Linked DNA regions of Sus scrofa: region 1 is linked to region 2. The links are chromatin contacts, called in public HiChIP or PLAC-seq maps. All regions are on one chromosome and are shown on one strand. The core of a region is the stretch at or near the end of the contact, and the rest is flanking DNA. Distances in the headings are between cores, read along the strand shown. Region 1 overlaps C10H9orf3 (aminopeptidase O). Region 2 overlaps C10H9orf3 (aminopeptidase O).

Region 1 (6,939 bases), core at 2,594-5,093, 140 kb before region 2:
TCCAAGTCCATGATTTTCTTTTCTGTGGAAAGGTTCATTTGTGTCCTATATTAGATTCCAGATATAAGTGATATCATATGGGATTTGTCTTTCTCTTTCTGACTAACTTCACTCAGGATGAGAGCCTCTAGTTCCATCCATGTTGCTTCAAATGGCATTAACTCTTCTTCTTCTTATAAGGACACCAGCCCTACTGGATTAGGGCAGGGCCCCAAACCTTTTTTTCTTTTTCTTTTTCTTTTTCTTTTTCTTTTATAGTTGTTTTACAGTGTTCTATCAATTTTTGCTATACAGCAAAATGACCCAGTCATACATACATACACATTCTTTTTCTCACATTATCCTTCATCACGCTCCATCACAAGCGATTGGATACAGTTCCCAGTGCTACACAGCAGGATCTCATTGCTTATCCATCCCAAATGCAGTAGTTTGCATCTACTAACCCCAAGCTCCCAGTCCATCTCACTCCCTGCTCCTCCCCCTTGGCAACCACAAGTCTGTTCTCCAAGTCCATGAGTTTATTTCTTTTCTGCAGATAGATTCATTTGTGCCATATATTAGAATCCAGATATAAGTGGTATCATCATATTTGTCTTTCTCTTTCTGACTGACTTCACTTAGTATGAGTTTCTAGTTCCATCCATGTTGATTCAAATGGCATTACTTTGCTCTTTTTTATGGCTGAGTAGTATTCCATTGTGTATATGTAGCACATCTTCTTAATCCATTCATCTGTTGATGGATGTTTAGGTTGTTTCCACGTCTTGGCTATTGTGAATAGTGCTGCAGTGAACAGAGGGGTGCATGTATCTTTTTCAATACAAGTGTTGTCTGGATGTATGCCCAGGAGTGGGATTGCTGGGTCATATGGTAGTTCTATATTTAGTTTTCTGAGGAACCTCCATACTGTTTTCCATAGCCGTTGTACCAGTTTGCATTCCCTCCAACAGTGGAGGAGGGTACCTTTTTCTCCACACCCTCTCCAGCATTTGTTATTGGTTGACTTGTTAATGGTGGCCATTTTCACCTGTGTGAGGTGGTACCTCATTGTAGTTTTGATTTGCATTTCTCTAATACTTAGTGATTATTTGAGCATTTTTTCATATGCCTCTTGGCCATCTGTGTTATCTTCTTTGGAGAAATGTCTATTCAGGTCTTCTGTAGGGCCCCATCCTTTTGACATCATTTAACCTTCATTACCTCCTGAAAGGCCCGGTCTCCAAACACAGTCACACTGGCGATGAGGGCTTCAACTTGTGTGATATGTGTTGGGGAGAGACAATTTAGCCTCTAACAACAGGGCACACAAGGTTCATTGGTCACCTGGCCTCTGCTGGCTGTTTGGTACCTCTGTCCCTCCCTGGATGGCATCTTGCTCCCTGCCTGACCCTATCCCTCACCGTTTTCTAAACATGTCACACTCTTTTCAGGCCCCATGAGCCTGGCACATGCTTTCCTTCCTCCTGAAACTCCTCCTCCCCTGGACGACTCCCCTGTCCCTGGGGACCGGTTCAGGTGCCATCACCTCCTCAGGAAAGCCTTCCTACCACCCTGATGGGCCAGGGAGCATCGGGGTTCTTCCCTGTCATCACTGCATTTTTTTTTTTCCATCTTTTTAGGGCCACACTTGTGGCATATGGAAGTTTCCAGGCTAGGGGTTGAATCAGAGCTGCAGCTGCCGGCCTACACCACAGCTCACGGCAACGCCGGATCCTTAACCCGCTGAGCAAGGCCAGGGATTGAACCTGTATTCCCATGGATACTACTAGTTGGGTTCATTATCACTGAGCCACAACAGGAACTGCCCTGTCACTACATTTTGACCGTTAGTGTTCTTATCTGGACTCTTCAGGAAGCTGTGTCCATTTTGTCCCCAGGGCCTGGCGGAGCATCAGTAAGTAACTGTCAAGGGAACTATTAGGGAGCTTTAATTTCCAGAAATGCCTGTGGATGCAGCCCTTTCCCTCCCCAGTGGGCACGCTGCTGCCCTCCCCTGTGGAGGGTACAGCCGTGGGGGCCTCAAGAGCACGTGGAGGAGGGCAGCCCATTCTGACCAGCAGGGCAGGGAGCAAGGCCGTCTCTTTCCCCAAGCCTGCGTCCAGGCAGCTCGGCCTTTCTGCTTCTATGCAAACAGAATCATCTGGGTCACATTAGCCGGCTCCACTGTAAACAGCCCTGACAAACTGAGGGCTGGGGAGAATAGGAGGTAAATGGAGGGGGCCTTTCCCACCCGATGCAGGACAAAGCAGGAAGGGGCTGGGTGGAACCAGAGTGCAAACGGCCCCCTGGGGAGGCCTGCTCACAGGCTCGCTCTCTCTCTCTCCCAAGTGGGTAGGGGTGTGGGTGGGAGGGGAGGTTCCAGGACAGGGTGAGGGTGGGGGCTTGGGGGGGGTAGGGTTGTGGGGGAGGTTCCAGGAGGGGGGGGCGGTGTGCGCCTCCCAAAAAGGCCCGGGGGTTGGGGGGGTGAGGGCTGGTTCTACGTTTGCGGACCTCAGAGGCCCTCTGACCCCTCTACTACTAGGGCACAAGGCAAGGCAGGGGCCTCTGTGCCACCGACGCCCCCAACCCCCTCTTCGCCTGCAAAAAAACCAAAACTCTCCGCTCCATGGGACGGCTCTGACCCTGCGTGAGGACAACAGTGACTGTGTTTTGTGCATATGTGTCTGTGTGTCTGTGGTCTAAGCAGCTGGCCCCCCACGAGGCCCAGGAGCAGCAGGAGCTGAGGGCTTGCCTGCGCTGGCGTCGCCTCCGGGACGAGGTGCGGAGCTCCCCTGAGGAGATGCAGGTGTTGAGGTAAAGCATCACGTGATCCCGCCCCCCTCCTTTCCTTCAAGCCTCATCCAGGCCATCTCCTTAAATCGGCTGTTTCCTTTTAAAATTAAATTGGGCTGGATTACTCATCCTCCCAGGGACAGGATTGTTATGTTTTAAGTCGTTCAGGGTGTGGGTTTGGATTTGCCTTCTGACATTTTCCCTGGGTGTCTATTCAGGAAAAAAAAAAAGCACGGGGCCGTTTCCGGGACCACATTCTTCACTTGAGGTCGTAATAGTCACTCTGTGTGGTGGCTGCGGACTTGGAGAAGGTTAAAGTCCGGTAGCCTGGCAGACAGTAACCCTTGAAAGCCAAACGGGGTGGGGGGAAGAAAAAAAACCTTTAGGAAAATATTGATTCCTAAGTGTTTAGTAGTAACAGATGTTTGTGTCAATGGGGCCTTTTGTTCCGGATGCAGCCCCGCAGGAGGCCACTCCTGTGCTGGTGGGAGGATTCTGCTCTCAGCTCCTGTGTTTTATTTTCTGAGTGTGTCCTGCAGCACTTGTTAAGGATTACTTCTTGCCATTTTTTTTTTCTTTTTTTTTTGGTTCCTCTGTTTGCTCCTTCTCGTCAGGTCTCTAAATAGTTGTTTATCTGAAACCTCAAGCCTAGGCCCCAGGAGCACTGCAGTTGCCATGGCAACAGAAGCTTCCCTCCTGCCCCCTCTTGCTTGGAGCCCAGCCTTTGGACTCGGTGGTCAGACAGGTGGGAAGGCGGCCATCCAGGAGTCACCCCTCTTTTTAGATGGCTGTCCTGAAGGCCAATTCCTGGGCAGAAGCCCGCCTGCATGGATTTTGCTTCTGTTGTTTATTTTTAATAAACAACACCCCCCTGCAACACACACACACACACACACACACACACAGAGGTGGCTTCCCCCTAAGGCTGGAGTCTGAGGGAAATGCGGGCCCAGCCTGACCCCAGCGAGGCCGACCAGTCCTTCTGTGCTGCCCGGCAGCCAGGGTGTGGCCGCTCTTCCCACGAAGAAGTCCCCCCTCTCACGCTAACTGCTGCTGTGGCTGACTCATCCATTGTTTAGGAAAGCCAGAGCCAGGAGCCCTGCCTGCCCCACCCAGCGCCACTGTTCACACATCCGGTCACTCAGCCAGCGGGATGGCCACACCCACGGCCAGCGTGCACAGGGTCCCTGCTCTCATGCAACTCGCGGTCAGTTGGGCCCCTCTTGCATGCACGGCTAGTGACAGGTGGTAAGAAGCGGTGTGAAGGGAGCACAGAGATTGACAGCAAGGAGGATGCCTCTCTGTAGAGCACCAAGGCCTTAAGGCAGGAGGCACACGGCTTGGCATGCTGGTGCTGGAGGGACAGAGAGGAGGGCAGCGTGGTAGGAAGAGCAGGGAGAGGCAGGCAGGCGCTGGAGCTTCCAGCCTTCCCCCAAGTGCAACTGGAAGCCGCCCAGGGCCTTCAGCAGGGAAGGATCCCTGCTCTGCGGGCAGCAGACAAAAAGCAAGGAGATGGGTTAGAACGTGGCAGTAGACGGTCACGCTTCCAGTCCTGCTGGTCACAGGACAGACACGAGAAGCCAACCTATTTAAGACAAGTTTTGGCAGTGGGACTGGCAGGTCTTTGGTCTATTGAGTGTGGAGAGGAGGCAACTGAAAGTGTCCAGAATGACTTCTAGGCTTTTGACTTGAGCAGCTGGGCAGACAGATGGCGGTGCCATGTGGTGAGATGGTACAGACTCCGGGTGGAGCAGGCTTTGGAGGGAAGAATCAAGATTCCCATTCGGCATGTGTTAAGGTTGACGTGCCAAATAGATACTCAACTATTGAGAACTCAGTGGGGTTTACAAGTCAGGAGCTCACTGGAAAAAATGGGGACATTCAGCCTATGGCTACTGACAATCCCAAGCCTGGTAAAATCACTGGGAAAGAAGAAGGTGGGAGAAGAGGTTGGGAGGAAGAGGCGGAGCCAGCGGAGGAGCTGGGGAAATCAGTGCAGAGAGAACCCAGGTGCCAGGAGTCCTGGAAGTCAGGAAAGGGAGTGAGTCAAAAATTGTATTGGGAAAATAACAATTAAAAAAAAAGAAAAGAAAAGAAAGAAAAGAAAGTGAGTCAAGAAGATGGGAATGGGATGTTGGATGCTGCCGAGGGCCGTGGGACGGGGAGGGAGAGAAGGGGCCCTGGAGTGAGTGTGGGCCCTGCAAAGGATGCTGGTGACCTTGACGGGCATGCATGTATTCATGAGTTGTGGAGAAGGGAGCTAGATCGAAGTGACGAGTGAGGGGAGATCAGGAAGCAGAGACACTGGGTGTGGACTGTGTGAGAGAAGTTGTGCCGGAAGGGGAGGTAGATGAAGATCAGAGAGGTTTGTTTTAAGGTGGCTGCTGCGGGAGCACACTTATGTGCGAGCTGTAACTAGGCCAATCCCGTCAGCTCTCAAGGCTCGATGCTTCCATTCCCCAAGTCCTTTGGAAGCCTCCCGTTCTGCATGCCCCTAGTCCTTTGGTGGAGTTAGGGGCATTATAATTAACATTCCTTGGAGTTCCCGTTGTGGCTCAGCAGGTAAGGAACCCGACCAGTATCCACGAAGACACAGGTTCAAGCCCTGGCTCCCCAGGTCAAGGATCCGGCCTGGCCGTGAGCTGCGGCATAGGTCACAGATGTGGCTCGGATCTGGCATTGCTGGGTGTGGTGTAGGCCGGCAGCTGCAGCTCCGATTTGACCTCTCGCCTGGGACCTTCCACATGTTGCAGGTGTGGCCCTAAGAAGCAAAAATAATAAGAATAATAATAGTAATAACATTACTTGATGAAATAAGTTCCCAGCTTATAAGCAGTCAGAAGGACAGTGGGAAATCCGTACACATGTGCAGAGAGCGTTAGCTCTAGACTTGGTGGTGCTTCTAATGTCCAAGAGCTTGTCCTTTGTGTGTGGAGCTGGGAGAAGGAATACACTATTTTTAGACCCCTGTGCTAGAAGGCTTATTATGGCATTTGTTTTTCTTAGTATTCAGAAATTGTGTTTGCCTAAATTTAGGCTAACCGTGAAATGACTGCATTTGAAAGATTTGTTGCACATCACTATAGAAAATATTGTTATCCGATGCACTGACCGTGAAGAGGAAATGTTTCTGAACCGATCCCAAGTTACATAGTCTAGGTTTAGTTTCCTCTCCTTCCCTAGAATCCTCCCTTAAATGGGCACGGAGAGCCTCAAAATAAGTGAAAGGAAGAACCAGACTTGTGAGAATCTGTCCTCAGATTTTTGTTGTACTACACAGATGAGACCTGGAAAGAAGTCCCGGGAAACCACACAGTAATCAAAGGTGTTATCTTTCTGGTCTTGAAATGATGGACCAAGAACAACTTAGAAATCTGGGTTTCAGGAGTTCCCATCGTGGCTCAGTGGTTAACAAATCTGACTAGGAACCATGAGGTTGCAAGTTCGATCCCTGGCCTTGCTCAGTGGGTTAAGGATCCCGAGTTGCCATGAGCTGTGGTGTAGGTCCAGCGTTGCTGTGGCTGTGGTGCAGGCCAGCGGCTACAGCTCTGATTTGACCCCTAGCCTGGGAACCTCCATATGCTGTGTGGCCCAAGAAAAGACAAAGAAAAGAAAAAGAAATCTTGGTTTCATGTTGCCAGACAGTGGAAGCATCTCTTGCCCGTCTTTGCAGCAACGTTCATCATGGTGGACCACTCCCTCTTTCTAAAAACACTTTCTTCGCTTCTGTGTGTCACACTCTCCTTGATCTCCTTCTGTCTCCATGCCAGTGCTTCCCCATCTTTCCTGCTGGCTGTTATCCATCTTCACTTAGATGACTCACGGCTCGAAAGCCTGGTTACAGTGTCTAACATCATACAGCTGATAAAGGGCAGAGTGGGGATTAAAACAATCCTCTCTTCCCTATACCATCCGTCTGCCTCCAAAGAACTTGATTTTAGTGGCCCTCAAAAAAAAGAAGGAAAAAAAAAAGTTCTCATCGTGGCTCAGCAGGTGAAAAACCTGACTAGTATCCATGAAGACGAGGGTCCCATCGCTGGCCTTGCTCAGTGCCTTAGGGATCTGGCATGGCTGAAGGCCCGCCACTGTAGCTCTCATGAGACCCCTAGTCTGGGAACGTCCATGTGCCCCTAAAATGCAAAAACAGAACAAAAACAAGAAACC
Region 2 (7,015 bases), core at 1,557-4,056:
GGGCTCTATTTATAGGCATGAGGTTATGCTTTAATCAGAGCTGAATACCACTGAAATGCCAGGCCTCAGTGACGGGCAGGCAGTGGACAGACGGAGGCGGGAGGATCAAAGCAGGTGCCGGGCACCTGTCCCTCCTCGTCCAGAAGCCGGGAGGTGGGAGACCCTGTTTCCCCCGCCCCCACCCCTTCCTCTTGGCATAAACATAAAGCACATCCTGTTCTTAACTTACAGCTCAACTTGCTTGTTATATATAACTTCTTAAACCTTTGAGAAATACAACAAGTTTTATTTTGGTTGCTTGTTTTTCAATCTCACAAAATATACCACGATGCCCAAAGCCTGGGCAGTCTCTTCAGATGTGGTTCTTTGGTGATGAGAGACTGAGGCCTGAGGAAAGCTCTGCTCGGTTTGAGTAGCTAGCGTGCCCAGCATTCGTGCGGTTCACGGATGCTTAACTCTGCCAGGCACCAGGGATGCAGCAGTGGCGAGGGTCAACCTCAGGAAGTTTGTATTTTGGAAAGACAGCTCATACGTAAATGAACAGGACAGCCTCAGATAAAGAGCAGCAAAGGAGAGTACTGGTGACATGGGCTGGGTGTCTCCAGGTAGAGTGCAGGAAAGGCCACAAAGAGAATGTGACATTCGAGCCAGCACCTAAGGACAGGAATGAGTTGGCCATGTAAAGCCAAGGGTCAGGGCTGGTTTCCATACGGAGGTGACAACAGGTACAGGAGTCTGAACATGGCATAGGGGGTCAGCCAAGTTTTTCTGTAAAGGAGCAGATTTTGATAGCTTAGGCCGTACAGTTTCTGCCACAACTAACTAGTCCCCTCTGCTGCTGTGGCTCCAAAGCTGCCGTGACAGCATGTACACGAACAGACGTGCCTTGTTTCAGTAAAGGTGTTTATGGTCCCTGAAACTTGAATTTCATATAATTATCACATCTCAAGATAATTCTTCTTGGTGCTGTTCCTTTTTAAAACTATTCTAAGACGTCCACCCCACTCCTACTAGCTGTGGGCCCGTTTGGCCTGCCCCCTCTGGAGCTGGTTGACCCCTACTTTGGGACCTCGGGTTGAGGTCAGGGGGGCACAGGGCCCAGATCAGGGGAGGCCCTGAGGCCTGACCATGTGCCACTGCCTTGCCCCTTCCCAGGCCCTCTGGGGCCCCGGCATGTGGTCAGTTACACTGACGGCTTAGCTCACTGTGAGGTTGCCTTGAAATGTCACTCAGAACCAGAAAAGCAACAGGATTTTGACCAACCAGGGTGTTTTCTAGAAACTTTATTAGTTAAATGTGATTTATTGTGACACTGATTAGCAGGAATTTTGTTGACTAGCCATCTGCCTTTATCTTAAGTGACAGAACATTTCATGGGAGAAAGATTTGTTATTTGGTGGAAAAATGAGGATTCTGACTCTGTTCTAGGTGCTGCTTCTTGACCAAACATAGCAGGATCGTCCCTTTCAGTTGTTATCAGAGCTTGCTAATGTGGAATAAATAGTAGTCATTTGAAACATGGCTGAAGATACTGGCATGTGGCAGGTTGTGTGTGGAGTGGTTGCAGTGGGACGTGGCCCTGGAGCTATTTTGCTGGCAGGGAGCAAATGCGAGTTAAGGCCCCAACACCCTGTTCAGGGTGCTGCCCCAGGCGCCGGGACTGTGCTGTTGAATTGGGCGTCTGTGCGCAGCAGCCGGGAGTGCCCCTGGCAATGGGGGCTTTATTCCTCATCCTTAAGAGGTACAGAAAGGCTCCCCTCACTCTTCCCAAAAGCACAGATGTGAAGTCACTTTTCGAGAGGGCGAGGCCACCCCTTCCCTAGCTCGTCTAAGCCCCTCATTGCCCAGCGCATCGCTTATTGGCAAAACGGCATGTTCTGGAAAGTACTGGGAGCCTCCGTGGTGCAAGAAGCCTGCGCTAGGGTGGCCCCCGATCCTTCTTTCTGTTCAGTAGTCATTTTAGCGTCTTTGCCATCACCTCCCCCCTGCCCCTGTCCCCTCCCATCTTCCTTCTCAGTGGTGGTGGTGGGGGAACTGACACTGGCCCCCTGGGAGGTTTATTTTAATTCTTTCATTCTTTTATTTTATTTGATTCTTTCTGTGTTGCTCCACATTTGTATTAGTTGTGTTGCTTTTGTGTATCAGTTGTGTTCCCGGGATGTCTGTTCTGTTGGTCAGGATTTCTGAGCATGATGACCAGCTTGATGGTGATGGTGACCAGCTGTTGGCATGTCAGGGGCACAGAGTTGCTGATGTGCCTGCCTTGTGGGTGGTGGGAATACACAGGTCTGCCCCGTGTGTTCAGAATCTTAAAGGAAAAATGCGTGAGCGCAAATATCCTAAGCCGGGCACAGTAACACGTGTCCTCTCAGGCCATTTTGTGCCTTGCCTCTTGGGTGGCACTCTTGTCTGAAAAGAAGGTCGCTGGAGAAGGAATATTTGCATTCCTTAGCCTAGAAACCAACACTTAACTACAGGAGTCAACCGTGTGCCACCTCTGGAGTCAAACCTCCAGCCATATCCTGGGCTGCTCTCCCAGGTGAGAAAATGGACTGAAGGAAACTTAGTTCATAGAAATGCATCGTCTGTAGTTTCTGAGCAGATCGGTTCAAATAGAGAGCCATAAAGGTTTTTAAATATTGGACAACTGATTCTTGGAACAGAAGCTGTTTTCTGAAACCCTTTTAAAAATGAGTTTCAGCAAGTCTCTTAAGCTGTAAAAATAGCTCTCCCATGGTACTGGGGTGAGGCTTCTGTGCAACTTGGCCCTGTGACCTTTCTTCCTCAAGAGCCCCATGCCTGACCTTGAAGCAACCTTATTTCCACAGACTCCGGTGGAACATTTCGAAACTGGGACGCCTCAGATGAATGTTCAGAAAATCCAGAAACAAACAGGAACTCACCGCCTCATCTGGCTTAGATGGGAGTGGTGCGTGTTAGTCAGAAAAGTCCCCGTGGTGCCATGCTCTGCTCTGATGTCTCAGTTGGTAGGTTGAGCCAGAAGATTAATTTTCAGGGAGAGGCCACCATCAGCACCAGGTCATCCCCTCCCAGTATTGGGGGAAGATGTGTTGGTTGAAAGGAAGAGACCCCTTAGGTGAGTTTGGGGTCGAAAGAGTGGGTGCTGCATCTGTCTTCCCCTGGCACCCAGTCTCTGCTCACGGCTACCACTCTTCCTGGTACTGGCTGAGTCATTGACCTAGCAACAAGCTGAACTTGGTCCCAGGTCCCCAAATGGCTGGTGGCCACTTAAAAGTCACGTACCTTCAGGAGCCCCATTTTCCTTGTCTGCATGGCAGTGGCCTGGACTGGACTGCTGGCTCTCAGCAGAGAGAAAGAGAAGAAAGTAGTGTTAAGAGCACTTGGGCATCTGGTCACAGAATTCTTGATCTGGGGGCTTGGGAGAGTTTTTTTTTGGGGGGGGGATGGTGCTTTAAATCAAGTTATCTCAACCTGGCATTTTGGACATAGGAGCAGATAATTCTTTGGGGCGGGAGCTCCCTGTGCATTGTAGGATATATTGCATCCCAGGCCTTTTTCCATGAGATGCCAAAAGCATCCTCTCCCTGCTTCCTTACCCCAGTTTTGGCAACTGAAAATGCCTGCAGACATCGCTAAACGTCTCCTGGGAGATAGAGTCATCCAGGTTAAGAACCAGTGCTCTAAAGCAGCAATTGACCACAAAAGGCAACTTTTTCGTCTCATCTAAAAAAGTCTCTGAACCCAGAGTGGTTAGAACCCAGAGTGGAATGGCTAGAACATAGTTAACTACCTCTGGGGCCACCGTGAGCCAGCTGTATTTTCCCAAGGTGCCAAAGAATGTCACCTTGAGTGAGGTGAAAACAAAATGCTTCACATGGAAGAAAAAGAAGGAATTGCAAACTCAAGTAGCAGTAGCAAGTAAATCTCAGGAAGCGGGTTGGTAAGCAAGGACAAACCTGTTTTACCAGTAGTACACAGAGAAGCCACGCCAGCATCTGGCTGCATTCTGCTCTGAAAAGGACACTTTCAAGGTTGACTGCAAATGGAAAAACATCCAACCTTGCAGGCCTTTCCCCTCCTGACTGATTTTCCTCTGCTTCAGGTGGAAGAGCCCTTGAAAACCTTGTAAACTGGCTGCCTTCCCTGGTGGGTTTTTTACACATTTCAGGGAGGGCATGGATTTGAATACATTGTCAGTAAGAGAACTCAGGGTTTGTTGGAAAAGAAAAATAGCAGCATAGCATTTATTTGAAGTCCACAGGTAGAAGGTGCAGTCATGGGAACACAGCAGTCTGACGGCTCTGATGCTCATTTCGGAATTTCCTTTAGACCCAAAGGGTAGTTTCTGTGAACTGCGACTATTTCACGATGGACAGACTTCTGGAGAGGCATTCAAAGGGCCAAGAATAAAGGTTTAGTCAGGTTTCATATGTTTACAGCCTAAGACTGATCAGTAGCTGTGATTCTACCCAGTGCTTTTCCTGCTGAAACTCCTGGTCACGGGGACTGTCAGTCTTTTGCAGGGTGTTGGGGGTCAGGCAGGCCCAGGTCCCCTTTTCTCTCCCAGTCACTTTTGCGTCGTATTCTGACTACAAGAGAGGGCACTTCTGTTTTGTTCTCCTCCCAGAGGAGTTTCGAGGAGAGGTCAGAGGGACTCTCTCTGGGCTCTGTTGCCACTTCAGGACGCTCAGCAGTTTACACTGAGTAAAATGCTCTGTGTGGTGAACTCGGTACCTCCTTCCCCTTTGGTCCAGCCCGATCCCGATGCAGAATCTAAGTAGCACAAAGGCAGACACCGGCCTTGTTGACGTCAGGCCCCGTAATCACGGTGGTGCATGAGGGCGGCCTGCCGGGCTGGCGCCACGGCCCCAGCATGACCGCAGGGCTGTGCAAGGACACTGGGGCTCAAGCGCAGGTGCCGCCGAAGCCCCCTCCCCCCCACCATGGGCGCCTTTTCCTGTCTTTCTTCCCTTTTAGAGGCTGCCCCAGGGGCCTGCATCCCCCCAACCCCCACCCCCCAGGCTGCCCAGGTCACTACCCAGCAGTGCCGGGGAGGCACCCTCGTGGAACAAAGCCCCCAGGAGGCAGGTTTTCCGATTGAACATTAAAAAAAGAGGCGGTCGGTCGTGGAGGGCTTGAATGGTGTGTGGCAATTAGCAAAGTGGTTTTCCAGGGTGAGGTGCGAGGGGCCGGGTGGAACAGGGTGACACCTGCCATATCCTGCATGGGGCTGTTTGTCACAGTTTCTTCCCAGGGATATGGCGTCTGGCTCATGGGCCCCTTGACATGGTCAAGCTCAGGTGGCAGATCAAGAGGTCAAAGGCTAATGGATCTGAACTCTAGGCTATGACCTATAAAAAGCGTGACTCAATCTCCATCTTCTAAAAAGCCAAAACCGTGCTGGCGAGGGCGCAGCTGTCCTTTTGACGCAGCATTGTAATTTGTAGGGTTTGGAAAGCTGGCCGGGGGTATGGATGATAAAAGAGACTGGGGTGATTTTCCTTCCGTTGCTTTAGACATAGGAGTATTTTTAAACCATGTGCCTTTTATGATGTGGGAAAAAATAAAGCTCTTGTATAATTCTTTTTTTTTTTTTTTTTTTTTTTTTTTTTTTTTGTCTTTTTGCTATTTCTTGGGCCTCTCCCACGGCATATGGAGGTTCCCAGGCTAGGGGTCGAATCAGAGCTGTAGCCGCTGGCCTACACCAGAGCCACAGCAACGCGGGATCCGAGCCGCGTCTGCAACCTACACCACAGCTCACGGCAACGTGGGATCGTTAACCCACTGAGCAAGGGCAGGGACCGAACCCGCAACCTCATGGTTCCTAGTCGGATTCGTTAACCACTGCGCCACGACGGGAACTCCTGATTTTTCTTAAAGAGACCTTTAAAATGAGCAGTTATCATCGGTCATAACATTTAGAATTTCTCTGTAAATGAAGAAGAGAAGAGCATTTAAAGGCAGACTTGTAGCTACAAGTTCAACCAGACTTTATCGGAAGAGTTCTTGGTCATTCTTTGCCATTGCTTCTTCCACTGGGTATAGCGGCAGGTCCTATTGTATAGATATTTTAAGATTTAAGGGACATTATCTACTCTTATTGTCTGCATATTTGTGTACCTCCCCACCCCTATCTGTACAGATTTTTCTCAGAAAGATTGCAGAGATGTACACATTTTCTGGGTGATAAATAACATTGCCCTGATGCTCTTCTTTCCCAAACTCAGCTGCATCTCCTGTTCCTTTTGTCGTTAATGTTAAGTGAAATCAGCATGTGGGTTTTTATAGGTTCTTTATCCCTCGGTCAGTAGGTTATATATCTTTGTATTGGCTTTCTGTACTGAAATCCACACTCCCAAACACACAGCAAGCACGACCCTTTTCTTTCCGAATTATAAACCAAGTCATATTCCCATGTGAAGCATACCTTAAGTGCCCTAAACTACAGGGCCTACTTTTGCCAAAATATCTTCCCAGCTCACTTTTCTTCCCTCCTGTGCCTTTCCTGTGCACCTTTGCTCTCTAGTTCCATGGTGCACCAGGATTTGAGAGTTCACTTTGGCCCTCAAGCTGTGGAAGGTGGAGGCTGCAGGTAGAATGAGCTTTTCCCTGCAGCCTGTGGGAGCTCCCACAGCACCAGTGGCCAGCAGGGAGGGGGCAGTGCCCCACAGACCCTACATGACCCCCTGGCAGCTTATGCCTCCTCTGGGCCAGGCTCTCTGCTGGTCCTTGATAGCAAAGAGAAAACAACTGTATTGAATTCAAATCGTTTTGAGAAAGGAAAAAGGACCCCCCATTTATGTGCAAATGATGGTATTTTGTGTGTCTGTTGGGGAATGAAATTTAAAGATCAGCTAAATTTTATGGGGTGGCACTAAATGATTTTTAAAGCTGCTCCTGCACATTGCTTTGCTGCAGCCTTGAACCACATGGGACTGTGTTCCATATACCAACTGATTGTGCCCATTTGTGGGTAGAAGCAGAGCCCAGGCTGAACATAGAAAATCCACAGGCATGGGGAGAGCAGCTAGCT

Evidence for each region. HiChIP or PLAC-seq counts read pairs in DNA pulled down with a chosen protein or histone mark.
Region 1: an H3K27ac HiChIP or PLAC-seq map of alveolar macrophages shows a contact between it and region 2. The contact joins two enhancer-like sites. A contact is called at or near these places in 2 of 47 Hi-C or Micro-C datasets (epiblast stem cells and mesenchymal stem cells) and 1 of 2 datasets of contacts at active chromatin or transcription factors (alveolar macrophages).

Annotation. Positions count from the first base shown.
Region 1 is chr10:27,236,670-27,243,608 of Sscrofa11.1, reverse strand. It overlaps C10H9orf3 (aminopeptidase O), which reads left to right. Exons shown (of 19, transcript XR_002336299.1): 7 at 2,690-2,796. Among named protein-coding and RNA genes, the nearest start is that of MIR23B, 160 kb to the right of the region's middle. Within about 2 kb of position 3,843, at least 50 of the 83 cell types and tissues checked have an H3K27ac peak or open chromatin away from gene starts, as enhancers often do. A contact at or near this core is called in alveolar macrophages, where this site is marked.
Region 2 is chr10:27,095,067-27,102,081 of Sscrofa11.1, reverse strand. All of the region lies in intron 15 of C10H9orf3 (aminopeptidase O), which reads left to right. Among named protein-coding and RNA genes, the nearest start is that of MIR23B, 18 kb to the right of the region's middle. Within about 2 kb of position 2,806, at least 15 of the 83 cell types and tissues checked have an H3K27ac peak or open chromatin away from gene starts, as enhancers often do. A contact at or near this core is called in alveolar macrophages, where this site is marked.